Regions from separate parts of the Macaca mulatta genome. Here region 2 is linked to region 1. The links are chromatin contacts, called in public Hi-C maps. All regions are on one chromosome and are shown on one strand. The core of a region is the stretch at or near the end of the contact, and the rest is flanking DNA. Distances in the headings are between cores, read along the strand shown.

Evidence for each region. Hi-C and Micro-C count contacts between places; a contact is called where the count stands out from the background.
Region 2: a contact with region 1 is called in a Hi-C map of fetal cortex germinal zone, with 2.1 times the contacts expected there. The contact joins the promoter of NMRK1 here to the promoter of C15H9orf40 in region 1. A contact is called at or near these places in 2 of 14 Hi-C or Micro-C datasets (CD4 T cells and fetal cortex germinal zone).

Annotation. Positions count from the first base shown.
Region 1 is chr15:105,977,129-105,984,065 of T2T-MMU8v2.0, forward strand. C15H9orf40 (chromosome 15 C9orf40 homolog) reads right to left here and starts at 4,803. Exons shown (of 2, transcript XM_001098902.5): 1 at 4,081-4,803; 2 at 1-56. The coding sequence starts at 4,503.
Region 2 is chr15:106,113,040-106,120,702 of T2T-MMU8v2.0, forward strand. NMRK1 (nicotinamide riboside kinase 1) reads right to left here and starts at 6,130. Exons shown (of 8, transcript NM_001261283.1): 1 at 5,920-6,130; 2 at 746-809. The coding sequence starts at 774. It overlaps OSTF1 (osteoclast stimulating factor 1), which reads left to right and starts at 6,411. Exons shown (of 10, transcript XM_015117913.3): 1 at 6,411-6,623. The coding sequence starts at 6,590.

The sequences.
Region 1 (6,937 bases), core at 3,553-6,052:
GGCAAAGGATTCCTCCAGTACTGGAAGGTATTATACTGCCAAAATTCGTCATTGTGCTTTAGAGAAAAAAAAGAGAGAGATGAAAGTGCATCAGTAGCTTAGAAAACAATTTAGGTTTTTTCACAAAACAAATGTGTTTTAAAGGCAAACTCATAGAAGATTTTGTAGTCTTCTATTTTGTATTTTTAACAAATATACATTTTAAATTTTGTCTCATCTAAGTACTTCATGTACTCAATCAAATCTGTGCATTTTAATATTTACAATTTGTGAAAGTATTCGTTAAATTTAAAGGAATTTCCTCCAAGAGCATCTCTTTCCACAGTTTTTCTCCCATTTTTCACCTAAAGAAAATTATCTAAGAACAGTCTTAAAATTTTTTATCTTTCAATAAGGAAAATAAGAATTTATTTTAAAAATACAAACACACACTCCTTATAACTTACTTTTGGTCTTGTTCTTAAGGTTTGGTATTTTAAGAGATTTACTTTACATAGCCCAAAATGTTTTGAACTCTTCCAAAAAGTATTAGGTTATAAACTTGATGAATAGCAAGAAAATGTTAAACTGATCATTTTGTTAAAGATAAAAAAATCAAGTGCTCGATAGCCACATGACCTAGTGGCTACTGTGCTGGATAGCACAGGTCTGTAAGAAAGTCTCATTAGGAAGTTCAGCATCTTCTACGCTGAGCCTTAAAGAATTAAGTTTTGGGGGAATTTCTTAATATTGGGATAAACACATAATAAGTCAAAAGATATCAAGAAAAATTTCACTTTAATAAGAAAATGGGGTTAAAAACAAGGTTCTAGTTCTCTGCCTTTTGGGAAATCTACTGTACAAATTATCTACTTATAAACACGGACCAAAAAAGTATTTTAATTATGTTAGTAAAACCTAGTGACTAAGGGTACACAAACTTTGCCACCAGACAGACCTGGGTTTGCAAGATAACTCCACCGCTCACTAAATCTGATCTTGACTTTATTGATAAAATGGAGGACTGTGGTAAAAATTCAGGCTTGGCATAGTAATTCTCAATATTGCTAGGTATTATATCCCAATAAGCCAATGAATCATTAATCACTGTCTCCTTAAAGCATTTCTGCTTACTTTCTGTTAAGAATATCTAACAGTTGGCTGGGCATGATTACACCTGTAATCCCAGCACTTTGGGAGGCAGAAGCATCGCTTGAGCCCCAGAGTTTGAGACCAGCCCTGGCAACATAGCAAGACTCCATCTCAATTTATTAAAAACAAACAAACAAAAAACTAACAGTTGAGTCAACACTGACAGGGCAGTGAGTCTACATAGTGACACCAACATGAAAAAAATACATGAATATTTAATGAATACCTGATTTTATTTCTCTAGTCAAAAAACATCTGAAACAGGAAATACCCTGAAGTTCCAGGACAGAAATGACGTAACATTATCCTGCCTAGATTGCATTCTTAATGTAGAAAAAAGGTATTTGAGGTAGTATTTCCTAAATGAGGTCCCAAGGGTGAGGGCTGGGACTTAAGCCCTATTCTGAGCACAAAAGAAACCAGGCATTTACTGTATTTAACTGTTTTACGTCTCTGTTTTTGTTATATTCAATTTTCCCTTGGTAATCAGGTATAAAATCCTTAAAACAAAAAGCCTGTCTTTGGAGGCAGGAAGGAAAAACAGAAGCTGGAGAGAGCATGTTTGCAAAAGAGAAGTGGCTCCAGAACAAATCTAACAAAAAGAAGAAACTAGGAGTGTTACTGAGCTTTCCTCAAAAGAGGGCCTGAGGGTGCCTTGCGCCTGTAATTCCAACAATGTGGTAGGCAGAGGCGGGAGGATCACTTGAGCCCAGCCTGGGTAAGATGGCGAAACCCCATCTCTACCAAAAAAAAAAAAAAAAAAATTAGTCCAGCGTGGTATCATGCACTGTAGTCCCAACTACTCAGGAGGCTAAGGTTGCAGTGAGCCGGGATGGTGCCACTGCACTCCAGCCTGGGCATGGGAGCGAGACCCCAAGACTCTTTTTTTAAAAACAACAAAGAGAACAAGGGGACTAGTCTTGGTGAAGAAAGAACCGCTGGAGCCAACCTTTTTCCCTGTCATGTGCTTGCAGCGACTATAGAAGTACAGAGGTGCCAGATCTAGTCACTGCTGCAGGGGAAAAGACAGTTGAGTCTAAGACTCTAAGTAAGCATCACGTTTCAGGCTACTAGAGTACTCTTACTCTTTGCCTACTGTCATTTCCATATTTCCCTCTTATCAACTGTGTGGCATACCATAGACAGTGCATTCTGGTAGGTGACAAGCCTATGCATGAGTGGAGTACTAAAATGGTGTGAAGAGCTTTCAAAAAGTTTTCAAACTACACAGTCCCTAATCTCCTTATCCATTAGGTTTAGAAGATGATCCATCAGTTTTTAGTTGATTTTGAATATCTGAGAGCAATCTGAAAAAAAAGTTTAAATAAGGGTCATGTTTCAATCATAGGGAAAAAAAAAAAAAAAGTCTTTCCCAACTATAAAACTCTCGTTATTTTATTGAATTTTTCACATGAACAAGTCATGCCTAAGAAATTTCATTTCTTTTTTTTTTTTTTTGGAAAGGCATTTGAAAACCCTGACATAAGATACTTAAGAAAACAGAAGAACGTTGGGTGGATGCTATTAGATAGCTGAAGAGAATGTGGTGAATTCTGAGAAACCTGTATTTGGTTCTTCATCTTCCAAGTCCTCTGGTAAGTCATTGCAGGACTGTGAAAAAGCAGTATGAATTCCTAAGTCTAGACCAAAGCTGTCCAATAAATATATAATGCTCTAAAAACATAATTTAAAATTTTCTAGTAGCGGTATTTAAAAAGTAAAAGAAACTTCTGGTATTAAATATATTTTCTTCAATATAGCCAAGTTATTTCATGTGTAATCAATATAAAATTTTGAGCTATTTTATCTTTATTTCTTATTAAATCCACGAAATTTCGTGCATATTTTAAACTTAGAGCACATTCCCATTTGGACTAGTCACGTTTCAAGTGTTCTTACTGGCTAGCGGCTGGGCAGCAGAGATCTAGGCAAATAGAGGCATGCCTAGATCTTCTCAGGATTCTTAGGTGCAGAGATGAGGCAGGCTCATGTCTTGAATAGGAACCCCCCAATGATTTTCATATATGCCTTAAGTCCCAAATTAATTGTCTTTTTTTTTTTTTGGTTTTTGAGACAGAGTCTCACTCTGTTGCCCAGGCTGGAGTGCAGTGGCCCAATCTCAGCTCACTACAACCTCCATCTCCCTGGTTAAAATGATTCTTGTGCCTCATCCTCCCGAGTAGCTGCGATTACTGGTGTGCACCATCACACTCATCTAATTTTTGTATTTTAATAGAGACAGAGTTTCACCCTATTGGCCAGGCTGGTCTCAAACTCCCGACCTCAGGTGATCCAGCCGCCATGGCCTCCCAAAGTCCTGGGATTACAGGCGTGAGACACCACGCCCCACCCCCAAATTAATTTTCAACGTTACTTTTGCCTAGGATCAGATTTAACATTATGAGTTAAAACAAAGCTTTGCCCAAGGTATGGTGGTCCATCCTTTTCTCCAGAAGCTGTCCAACCAGCTTCCAGGACGTCCAATTAATCGACGGCTACCACACTGGTCTCCCTCTAGAAAAAGAATTCTATCCCGAATTCTAGACTAATCATCGTTAAACCCAGGAAGGCCCTCTACACCTCTTGTCTGTCGTTTGTCGTTGGACTGAACCTATCCCTTCACGGTCAGCGTCCTCACAGTGCTCACAGCCTGCCACAACCCACGGTCCCATTTTCCTTTTACAGAGCGCGGCGCTGACGCCGTAAGGCCACTTCTACCGCTCCAGACCACGGTCTGTTTCCCCCTCGCCCAGCCCGGTGCTTTCTGCCCATCGGACTCTCGGGGTGTCTTCTGGCAGTCGGCATCCTCTCCCGGAGCGGTGACCCCTTCCTTCCCCCTCCTCAGGCGTCTTAACCTACACAAGTCATGAGTGGGACCTGGGACGCTCTGTGTGTAAGGGGAAAAGGCAAGCCCCTTCGCCCCTCAGCCCACCCGCCCCCAGCCCCTACCTGGCGCGATGCGACCCCCCAGTCTCCCCGCAGGGGTCCTGCGCGCCCCGCCCCGTCGTCGCCACCGCCCCCCGGGGGCCGGGCGCCCGGGAGCTCCTCCCCCGGCCCCACGGGCGGCGGCGGCAGCAGCGGCGGATCGCCTGTCTCCAGGCTGTGGTCCTCACGCTCCTGTCCGCTCGGGGCGCTGTTGTCCCCGCTGTCACGGCGCTTGCTGGGCGAAGCCGAGGGCTCTGCCATGGTCCCTGCGTCGATTTTGCGCTTTCGGTGCTGCCCGGGGACGCCGAGGGGCTGCCCAGTATGCGCGACCCCGGGCGGCCGGATCCAGAGAGGCGGTGGCGGCGGCTGCTCAGCGAAGTCGCAGAGCAGGAGCCGCTTCCAAGGCACGTGGAACGTCACCGGCTCGGCCGCACGCCGCTTGGCCATGGGCCCAGAGGCTCGGGCGGAGCCCGCCAGGCGCGGGAGACCGAGTGCTGATAGCTGCGGGGGCGAAGAGCGAAGACTAAGCGCGTGAGAAAGGGATAGGCCGAAGTCGGGCGAGGAGGCGGCAGGACGCTGGAGGGGGTGGGGCGGGGCGGCTAGCGCACGAGCTAGGGCTGGGGCTCCGGCTCGGAGGCAGCTCCAGAGCTCAGCCCTCGCCGCCGCCGAGATGCGGCCCGGACGTTGAGAAGCAACCGCGAAGCGGCGGAGATTCGAACCTGCGCACAACGTGCGCGCGCGCACTCTGTCTGGCCAGGCGGAGCCGCTGGTTGGTGGAGGCTCGCGGGGCGCGCTCCCGAGCGCCCTCGCGACCGGAAGTGCGCGCCCGGGGGTAGGCGGGAAGGCGGCGGCGGGATTAATTAAAGACCAGATCGAGCGGCCCGCAGAGGGGCGTGACCTTGTTTCCTCAGGGGTGTGGCGGTGGTCTCACTACTAAGTTCGGTATAGCACGGTACGTTCTAGACCCTCCTATAGGAAATTTAAGGCCTTTAAAATGTGTATTTCCTTCCTCCAGTCAGTGACCACGGGGGCGTCTCCATGAGAGTAAGGCAAAGATATAATAGAGTTCCAGACTATCCTGGGCAACATAGCAAGACCTCGTCTCTACAAAAAATACAAAAATAGGCCAGGTTTGTTGGCCTGCCCCTCCCTATGGTCCCGGCTACTCGGGAGGCCGAGGAGGAAGATTCACTTGAGCCTGGGAGGTGGAGGCTGTAGTGAGCCAGAGATCGCACCGCGACACTCCAGCCTGGGCAACAGAGTGAGACTCTGTATCAAAAATAAAAAAAAAAAAGGAAAGAAAGGATAATACAAACTTTAAGTAAACTAACGTTTAAGAGGCTTCACAATAGATTGTTATTCAAAACAAACGACTGAAGGGAGTCTGTGCTGAGGGAAGTAGTTAAAGCTAGTATACAAAACACACACACAAATCGAAGTGTATGTTTTGCGCAGCTGCTGTGGACGGTGAAGCAGGCACCACATTCCTGGAAGATCTCTTGATTAAAAACTTAGGGAGGAAGTTACAGACAAGATGTGCAGCTCATCCAAAATAGCTGAGTAGTTGGCAAGAACCAAGCCTGAAGCACAGCTGTCCTTTCCAAGTGAAACCTACAATTGTTGGGCTCTTAAATTATGTTGGAAACCTGAGTTCCCTGCTTACTCTGGGTGGTGGTCAGATCAAGATTCCAAGGCCATTACAGCAAAACAGTGTTGTCAGGTGAAGTGAGGTGGAGACAACTGCAGTATATTTACTATTGTTTTTATTTTTTTTTGGTACAGGGTCTCTCTCGGCCACCTAGGTGGAAGTGCAGTGGTGCCATCACGGCTCACTGCAGCCAGGCCCCACTGAGTTCAAGCGATCCTCCTGTCTGGGCCTCCCAAAGTGCTGGGTTTACAGGTGTGAGCCACCGCATCTGGTAGTATTTACTATTTTAATAGTTTGATAAAGACAGTAACCAAGTAAGCAAAAATGGAAAGAAGAAAATAAGACTGTTACCAGTGCTTTGAAGGGAAAAACTATCATCCTCTGTAGAAAAAGTGTGCAAGGAAGATAATTCTATTTTAGTGCTAGGTACTATCTCAGTACTAATTACCCTGTACCTCTGCACCTCAAGGTGGTTGTGAGAGGACAAGTTAATTATTTAGTAATTAAGCACAGAAATGTACCAACTTAGGGTAGTAAGCAATAGCTTTTCTGTTTGGTTTTTACTTTTCTTGTTTGAAATTGATAACCAGTTGGGTGCAGTGGCTCACGCCTGTAATCCCAGCACTTTTGGGAAGACGAGGTGTGCAGATCACCTGAGCCCAGGAGTTCCATACCAGCCTGGCCAACATGGTGAAACCCCATCTCTACAAAAAATACAAAAATTAGCCAGAGGTGGTGCCTTGCACCTGTAGTCCTGGGGAGGCTGAGGTGGGAGGATCGCTTGAACCCTGGAGGCAGAGGCCAAGATTGCACCACTGCAATCCAGCCTGGGTGACAGTGTGAGACCCTGTCTCCAGAAAAAAATAAATTGAAAACCCGTCTGTCTCAAACAGAGGAAGAGTTTTGCCATTTTTAAATGAGCAGGAAAGATCTTAATTGTAGCCATCAGGTGCTGTTTGAAAGGTTTTGAGGGCCCCAAAATAATGAGTATAGTTTAGCTAATGGTTGATTCTTTTGTGTTCCTCTTTACAGACGCTCATTTTTTCAAAATTGTGAAATTTATCATATATGCAAAAGGCTGTATAAAATACACATGTAGTTAAAAGAGTGATAGTAAGACACACAGCATTCTGTTTCAGAAATAGAATACTACCTGTACTAGAACATGACAAGCTGCCTATGCACCCCTTCCCCACTGGCACATACCCTTCCGTTTCCTCACTCCCAGTAATT
Region 2 (7,663 bases), core at 4,880-7,379, 140 kb after region 1:
TTTACTTCTGATTGGTGACTTACTATGGTAATGTAATACCATAACACAATGATCTCCCCAAAATTACAAACAAAATAGTCTCATATTTTATTAACTGGGTCACAAATAATGTGAATATAATTAGAGTAAAGGTGAACATAATATGGTAGCAAGACAAATAGTGTCATTTTCAGTTGATGTTGATGTTTTATTTGCACGCCTGCCTCTGGGACCACAGGTAGGATGACCATATAATTTAGAACATGTTTGAGAGAAAGAGAAGTGCATCCAGGACCACAAGTATTAGCTTGGGCAACATGGGACATAAGGCCACCCAAAACATGGGGGAAAGGAATGGAGGTGAAGGTGTTTTCTATAGCACATGTCTGAAGCTGGGCACAGCTGGAAAGAAACACTAAGCTCTCTCCTCCGTCATGATGGAGGAACACCCATATGGGGAATGATAAATCATCCTGAATGAAAGCAGTGCCCAATCAGACCTTGCCTCTGGTGTTAGCTCCACAAAATAAAAGGGGAAGTGGGTAAACGTGGTTGACGGACTCTTCTGTTTCTCTGTTTATAGAAAACTCTTCCATCTCTTGTTGGCATTTATGACGCCAGCACTCCACTGATATCCCACAGTGGTCTGCTCTTCCCCAGGACTCTGGAATCCTCACTGCTTCTCCGTCCCCTACTCCATCCACACGGAAACACCATTTGCACATCCTCAGTATCTTAAAGAGCTGTTTGTACCAAAATTACTCACCCACTGATTCCAACGATAAATGTTTTCATAATTAGCTTTGAAAACCACAGCTTCCTAATATTTCCTAAAAGTAAAAAAAAAAAAAAAAAATTCAAATGCATTTCATTTAGATGTCTAGGGAGATAAAGAATCCTAAATTAGGAACACCAGCTGAGAGGGGAGGGTGACAGTGACCTCTCAGCACAGCCCCGCATTATCCACATTCCCTGCCGTACTGGCTTCCCCTGCTACCACTGAGTGCCAACAGCCGGGACGTGCTCAGGGCCTCTCAACCAGTTGAACTTCAGGTGAGCTGCGGAGCACTCCCCCTTGAATGTCTGTTTTCCAAGCGTGGAAGAGTTGCTAGGCCACAGTGTGGTATATGAAGTTTCATTCTCTCCTTAGCCAGGTTGCCTTCCACCTGCACAATTCAGTCACCTGGGTATGACTCATTATCAGTGAGGCAGGGACCTCTGTGGGCTGGCCTCTTTCTCCCCTGATAAGACAGGAAAAAAGTTGCTACTGACCAGAGGCAAAATGAAGCTAATGCCATTTAAAGATGAGATTTCTTCACCCAAAAGCCCAGCTCTTGGGCCTGGCTAGGTACATTTTTTTTGGAAACAGGCCAGACGGTAAATATTTGACACTGTGTGGGTCAAGAGGCAAAATCTAAATTGTTATGTATGGACTTATATAACAAGAGAAAAAATATTTTCACAAATTTTTGTGATGAAATTCAATATATAATCATAATTTTTTTTAACAGGTCTACTAATGACAAGAATGAAATTCCCTTTTATTGGGCTATCATTTCCCTTAATTGGATTTCTGTAGTGCTTTCTACATGACACTGCAAATGTTCAGGCAGAGGGCCAGGTTAAGCCACCGGCTGCTGTTTTGTGGACCTTTGGTCTAGTGGATGGAGGGCAGTTTCATACATGCCTCCCTAAGATTCACTAAAGCAGTCCTTGGTTATTACAATGAGCCATTTTTCATCATTAAGTGAAAAGGTGAAGCGCAGCTGGAGGGAACCTTAATAGTGGCTGCTGAAGGTCATCTCTGACAGTCACTGTTCTTCATTCCTATCTGCTCGGGGGGGTGGCCAGGGACCTAGGCTGTGTAGCCGGGGGCAAGTGGCTACCTGTCAAGCTGGAGGCTCCCAGCAATGCTCCAGTTCCTATGATCTGTGTCCACACTCTCCCTGGGGAGGGTTTATGCACAAAAAGCCTGGTGGGGAAAGGGCTATTGTTGCCTGACTTCTTGACCTTTCTAGAATATTCCACATTGACTACAATTGCTTAACACTGGGTCCAATTCCATTAACAAGTCTGTGTGAGACAAGAATTCAATAATGACTGTGATAAAATAGCAGCCGGGCACGGTGGCTCATGCCTATAATCCCGGCACTTTGGGAGGCCAAGGCAGGCGGATTGCTTGAGCTCAGGAGTTTGAGACCAGTCTGGGCAACATGGTAAAACGCTGTCTCTACCAAAAATACAAAAGATTAGCCAGGCATGGTGGTGTGCTCCTGTAGTTCCAGCTACTTCGGAGGCTGAGGTGGGAGGATTGCTTGAGCCCGCAAGGTGGGGGTAGCAGTGAGTGGAGATTGAGCTGCTACACTCCAGTCTGGGTGACAGCGAGACCCTGGCTTAAAAAATAAAATAAAATAGCAGAACAAGTTGGATATTTGAGTTTCATCCAGAGTTATGTTGTTGAATCACATCTCCATCCAAATTTACAAGATGTATCGAGGGAACGACTGCATACAATGAATATTGTAAAATACATTTTTATGTTGTAATTTTTCTGCTTTTGAATTTTACTTTACCCTATTCTTATTTTTTCGGTATGTCAGTGCAATGATGCCAACTAGCCTTATTTTGGGAAGGGAGAGGCTGCTCTTTAATCTCACTTTTGTGGCGATAAATGTTCTTTCTCTTACAAAATTATGTTGTCAAAAATTGTTTGCAGAGTGATATCCTCACTTGACCAAATAAAAATTCATAAAACTTTGTCATTCCTTGCCCCCATTTCACTTATTTTTGGATAGCTCACTGAAGCATAAATTCTCAAACTTGGAGAAGTACAGCTTTAGAGATTACTTGGTCTACCTCTTCATTTTGCAGAAGTGGAAACTGGCTCAGACAATAGAGCGATTTGCCTAAGGTCACACAGACAGTAAGTGGAAAAGCCAGATATGAAACTAAACCAGTTGACTTCTTTCCATCACTCCAAGCTGCTAAAAAGCACTTTATTACTAACAGCAAAGAAAGGGTGTTACATATGTGCTAGCTTAATTGTCAGGCTCTGATGGATAATTGATGTCATTCTTACTGATGTGTTATTGATGGGGCACTATTTGCTGTGCACACAGAATGGAAAGAACTACTGTTCCCCGTCCTAATTGCCACATCTGTGCTTACACGTGTGACTGTTGCATCAATTACATGGCATGTAAATAACAAGTGAGCATGGTTGTGGCACGGGAAATAGGCTTGAGGGGGTTACTTGCATTCAGGAACCAGGAGTGAGATGGCATAAAAAACTCACTTATAAAATCTCTTGGATACAGTGAAATGTAAGTTTTGTTTTTGTTTTTTAACTGAAACAGGAACTCCCAGTTCTACATTAGTTAGCAGTCTGGGCCTGTCCAAGCCAGTGTTTGGGTGAATGCTGGGCATACCCTATCAGCAATGAGCAGATAAATATGTGACCGGCAGGGTGGGCAACTGGAACATGCAGAGACAAGAGAGGCAACAGGGCTAAGTGACTAGGGTGGGTGGGGGTGGGCCTAGCAATCCCTGAAGTCATTTATTTCAAAAACACTGTGCATGCACAGGGCAGCTTTAGGGGAGCTCCAGGTTCAGGCCTGGCACTGTCCACCTCCACATCATATTCTACTGTTTCATTGCCTGTTGCCCTCTATAAGAACTATTAAAAATCACCAAGGTGGCCGGGTGCGGTGGCTGACGCCTGTAATCCCAGCACTTTGGGAGGCCGAAGCGGGCGGATCACGAGGTCAGGAGATCGAGGCCATCCTGGCTAACACAGTGAAACCCCGTCTCTACTAAAAATGCAAAAAAGGTAGCTGGGCGTGGCGTCGGGCGCCTGTAGTCCCAGCTACTCGGGAGACTGAGGCAACAGAATGGCGTGAACCCGGGAAGCGGAGCTTGCAGCGAACTGAGATCGCACCACTGCACTCCAGCCTGGGTGACTGAGCCAGACTCCGTCTCAAAAAAAAAAAGAAAAAAAAAAAAATCACCAAGGCTACAGTGAGCCATGACTGCGCCCGCCACTGCATTTCAGCCTTGGCGATAGAGCGAGACCCTCTCTTGAAAAAAAACCAAAGCAAACAGACAAAAAACAACCCCAAAACTGCCTCCCAAGAAACCAAAAACAAAACAAAACATCAAATTTAAAAAGCTTGCAATTATGATTTGCCAGGCTTCATGAAGCAAATGCAAGCTTCGTACAAACTGTCAATCATGTGATGTGTCCAAAGAGTCATCATTTCAGGGCACATCTATCACTAGAATCCACACCACCTTCAATCTCATGGAATATCTGTGTAGTTTATTTTCCCGGTGTGTGCAAAGCTTTCCTCAACAACAGAGAGCTTTTGCATAGCGGGAGAACAAACTAGGATAGCCAAGAGCAAATCTAAAATGACTAATTTTTATTTTTTACACTTTTTTTTAATCCTAAGTAAAATGTTGTTGGGTTTTTTTTTAATTCAGATGTGTTTATTATGTTTAATTCATTTCACTACTAAACATTTACATTTTGGATTCTAAACAGTAGAACGGTCAGAAGTTGCATGTGCAAAATCAGCAGATTGTACGAAGAGGGCAGCTGACGCAAATGATCTGAAAGACAAAGTTCCTGCTAAATGTGCTCTTCAAATGTATCTACAGGACAGCCTGATATTTTAAAAAGAGGAAAATGTTTCCAGGACTTCTCACTCTGTATTCTATTGAACGGCTATTTTGATTCTCTTCTTCCAGGAGATAGGGCAGTCTTTTCCTACTATTGTTTAAACTTTGCTCCCTTTTGGTAAACAAATCCCTCAAGGCTGGGTTTTTTTTCCTAAGACAGTCTCGCTCTGTCACCAGGCTGGAGTGCAGTGGTGTAATCCCGGCTCACTGCAACCTCCGCCTCCCGGGTTCAAGTGATTCTTCTGCCTCAGCCTCCCGAGTAGCTGGGACTACAGGCGCCCGCCACCACGCCCGGCTAATTTTTGAATTTTTAGTAGAGATCAGATTTCACCATGTTGGCCAGGATGGTCTCGATCTCTTGACCTCGTGATCCACCCGCCTTGGCCTCCCACAGTGCTGGGATTACAGGCGTGAAGGGCTGGGGTTTTTGAAAACGCAATTCATGCCCCTCCCCCGTTGGTTTCATTTATGTAGGTTCTTGTGTAAATAGTTTTTTCCTTCCCCAAATACACAATTAATTTACAATATTGACTGTTATTTTGAACTTATGCCATTGGCTTCCTTGTGTGCTCCAGTTCTTTCCTCCCACCGAAGATAATATCCGCTAGATCAGGGGTCGGCAAACTTTTTCTGTCAAGTGCCAGATAGGAAATGCTTTGGGCTTTGCCAGCTGCTACTCAACCCTGCTGGGTAATGCGAAAGCGGCCACAGACAACACAGATGCAAATGAGCGTGACTGTGTTCCAGTAAAATTTTACGGACACTGAAATCGGAATTTCATGTAATTTTCACGGACACTGAAATCGGAATTTCATGTAATTTTCACGTGTCACAAAGTATTATATTTCTTTTGATTTCTTTTCAGCCATTAAAAACGTAAAAAAAAAAAACTTCTTAGCAGGCCATACAATAACAGGCAACAGGCGGGCAGTAGGTCATCACCCCAACGCTAGAGCAATGAGACCATCTCGACCCGCGAGGATCGAGTACTGAATCCTGTCCCTGGCGACTTCTCCCAGCTGCGCGGTCTCTTGGAGGCAGAGTTCCCATTTTCAGGATTATGCCAGGGCGCTAGAGCAGGAGTCCACGTGCTCCTCGGCAGGCCACCTATCAGTTCTCTGAGGGTGGCAAGAGTCCAGGCAAGGCTTTCAAGGTGTAACCAAGTCCCGAGCTCCAGCACAAAAACCCTCTGGAAACACCTCCAGGCCCCACCAAGGCGGCGCGGCGCGGCGCGGCAGGGGCGAGCAGGTAAGCACTCACCTGGCGCCAGTTCGAGTCCTCCCAAACACAGCGGCAAGGGCGACAGCCAGGCGCGCGCCTGTCCCCAGTGCGCCGCTACCCGCAGCTCGCTCCCCGAGAGGCCCACGACCTCTTTCTCCACGATCCTCCTGGATTAGAGGGATGCCAGGTAGCGGTGGCCACCTGAAGCCCCTTTCCACTCAGCTCTGCCCCGGGTTCCAGCCCCCGTTGGGGCGGGGCGGGGCTACGGCGAGCGTGGCCTCTCCCGCGCGCCCCTGGCCAGCTCCGGCTCTTCCCTATTGGGAGCGCGCGCGGCCCGCGGCACTGGCGCGCGCCCGCTTCGCCCTCGCTCGGCTCCGGCCCGTTCCGCCGCCGTGCGCGCCGCCCGCGCTCCCACTGCGGCGAAGCTGCCAGCCCGGGAGCCAATAAGCGTTCGGCCAGGCAGGGTCCACTTCCTCGTCGGCCCGGCTGGCGCTTAGGACGGCTCCGGCGGCCGTGTGGCGGGGCGGGGCACACGGCGGAGCAGCTCTGCCTGCGTCCGTTCTTTGCGCAGCCAAGGGTGGGCGCCGGTCCTGGGAGGCGCACCGTTGTAAGCCAGACAAAAAGAAACTGGGGTGCCTGAGTGCCAGGTGGCGGGCAAGCGGTGGGCTTTTCGGCGGGGTCTTTAGGATTTGCAGCGCCAGGAAGCGAGATGTCGAAGCCGCCACCCAAACCAGTCAAACCAGGTGAGGGACGTAAGGGAGGCGCTCGTCGGGTCCTCCGGCCGCCGCGGTGCCGGCCCCTCCTCTGCCGCTTGGCAGGGAGGACCCGGCGCGCACCCGGCCCCGAGCCTGGCTTACGAGATCTGCCCCACTGGGATGGGAGCTCTTTTGCGTTCGCTGTTACCGGGGAGGGATCGATTTTGATAGCGAGAGGATTTCGAGGGTTAAAAAAATATATATATATATATATTTTTAAAGGGGAGTCGACCTCACTTTTGCTACGTTGTCATTCGCTGAAACTTTCAGAGGGTGTGATGGCAACGTCCCATGGAAGTTTTCCGGAAAGACAGGGCCATTGATCTCCCTTTAAAAAATGTCTTGAAATGGTCTTTAGCCACTTCCTCTTTTCTCGGTGTTTGTCACTGTCAAGTTAGGGTTCCTGACCGGCCAGAGCGAACGGGAAGTGCAATGCTTGCAGGGTGGGGTGGGCGAGCGAGCCTCCTTCGGGACTTAGGCTAGGAGCAGCGTTTGAAATTGACCTCGGGATCGTGGAAAGAGCGTTTAGAAGACCCCGTGCTCGCGCTCCTGGTGGAAAGAATCTAGGATGCGAAAGTAATCTCAGCTGTTGCTATTCGGAAGTGTCATTTTATCATCTCCTTTGCCTTCGCTCTCCCAAAGACGTTGGCGTGGTAAACCTGAGAGGACTGAGATTACTACATTCCTCAAAGCAGTTTTCTTGGCGGATTGTCCTTGTTCATTTTTGCTCTGTTCTTAGACTATTTTTTGTGATACGCAGAAATAAGAGAATTATGAAAGAAACTGACGTATTTTAATTAAATATTGTAACCTACTCTTCCGCGCGTTCATTTGGGTAGGTGCTTAGAAAGGACTGACGTATTTCAATACTTTAACAACTCTTAGGTGCTTTCATTTGGGTAGGTAATTAAGGGAAATACGGGAAATGGAAGATAAATGACTCCAATGTATTCTTGGTTATTTTCACTCCCATCTTGTGTAATTTCGGTATAGCGAAATGCTGAAATTTAATCCATTTACATCAAATT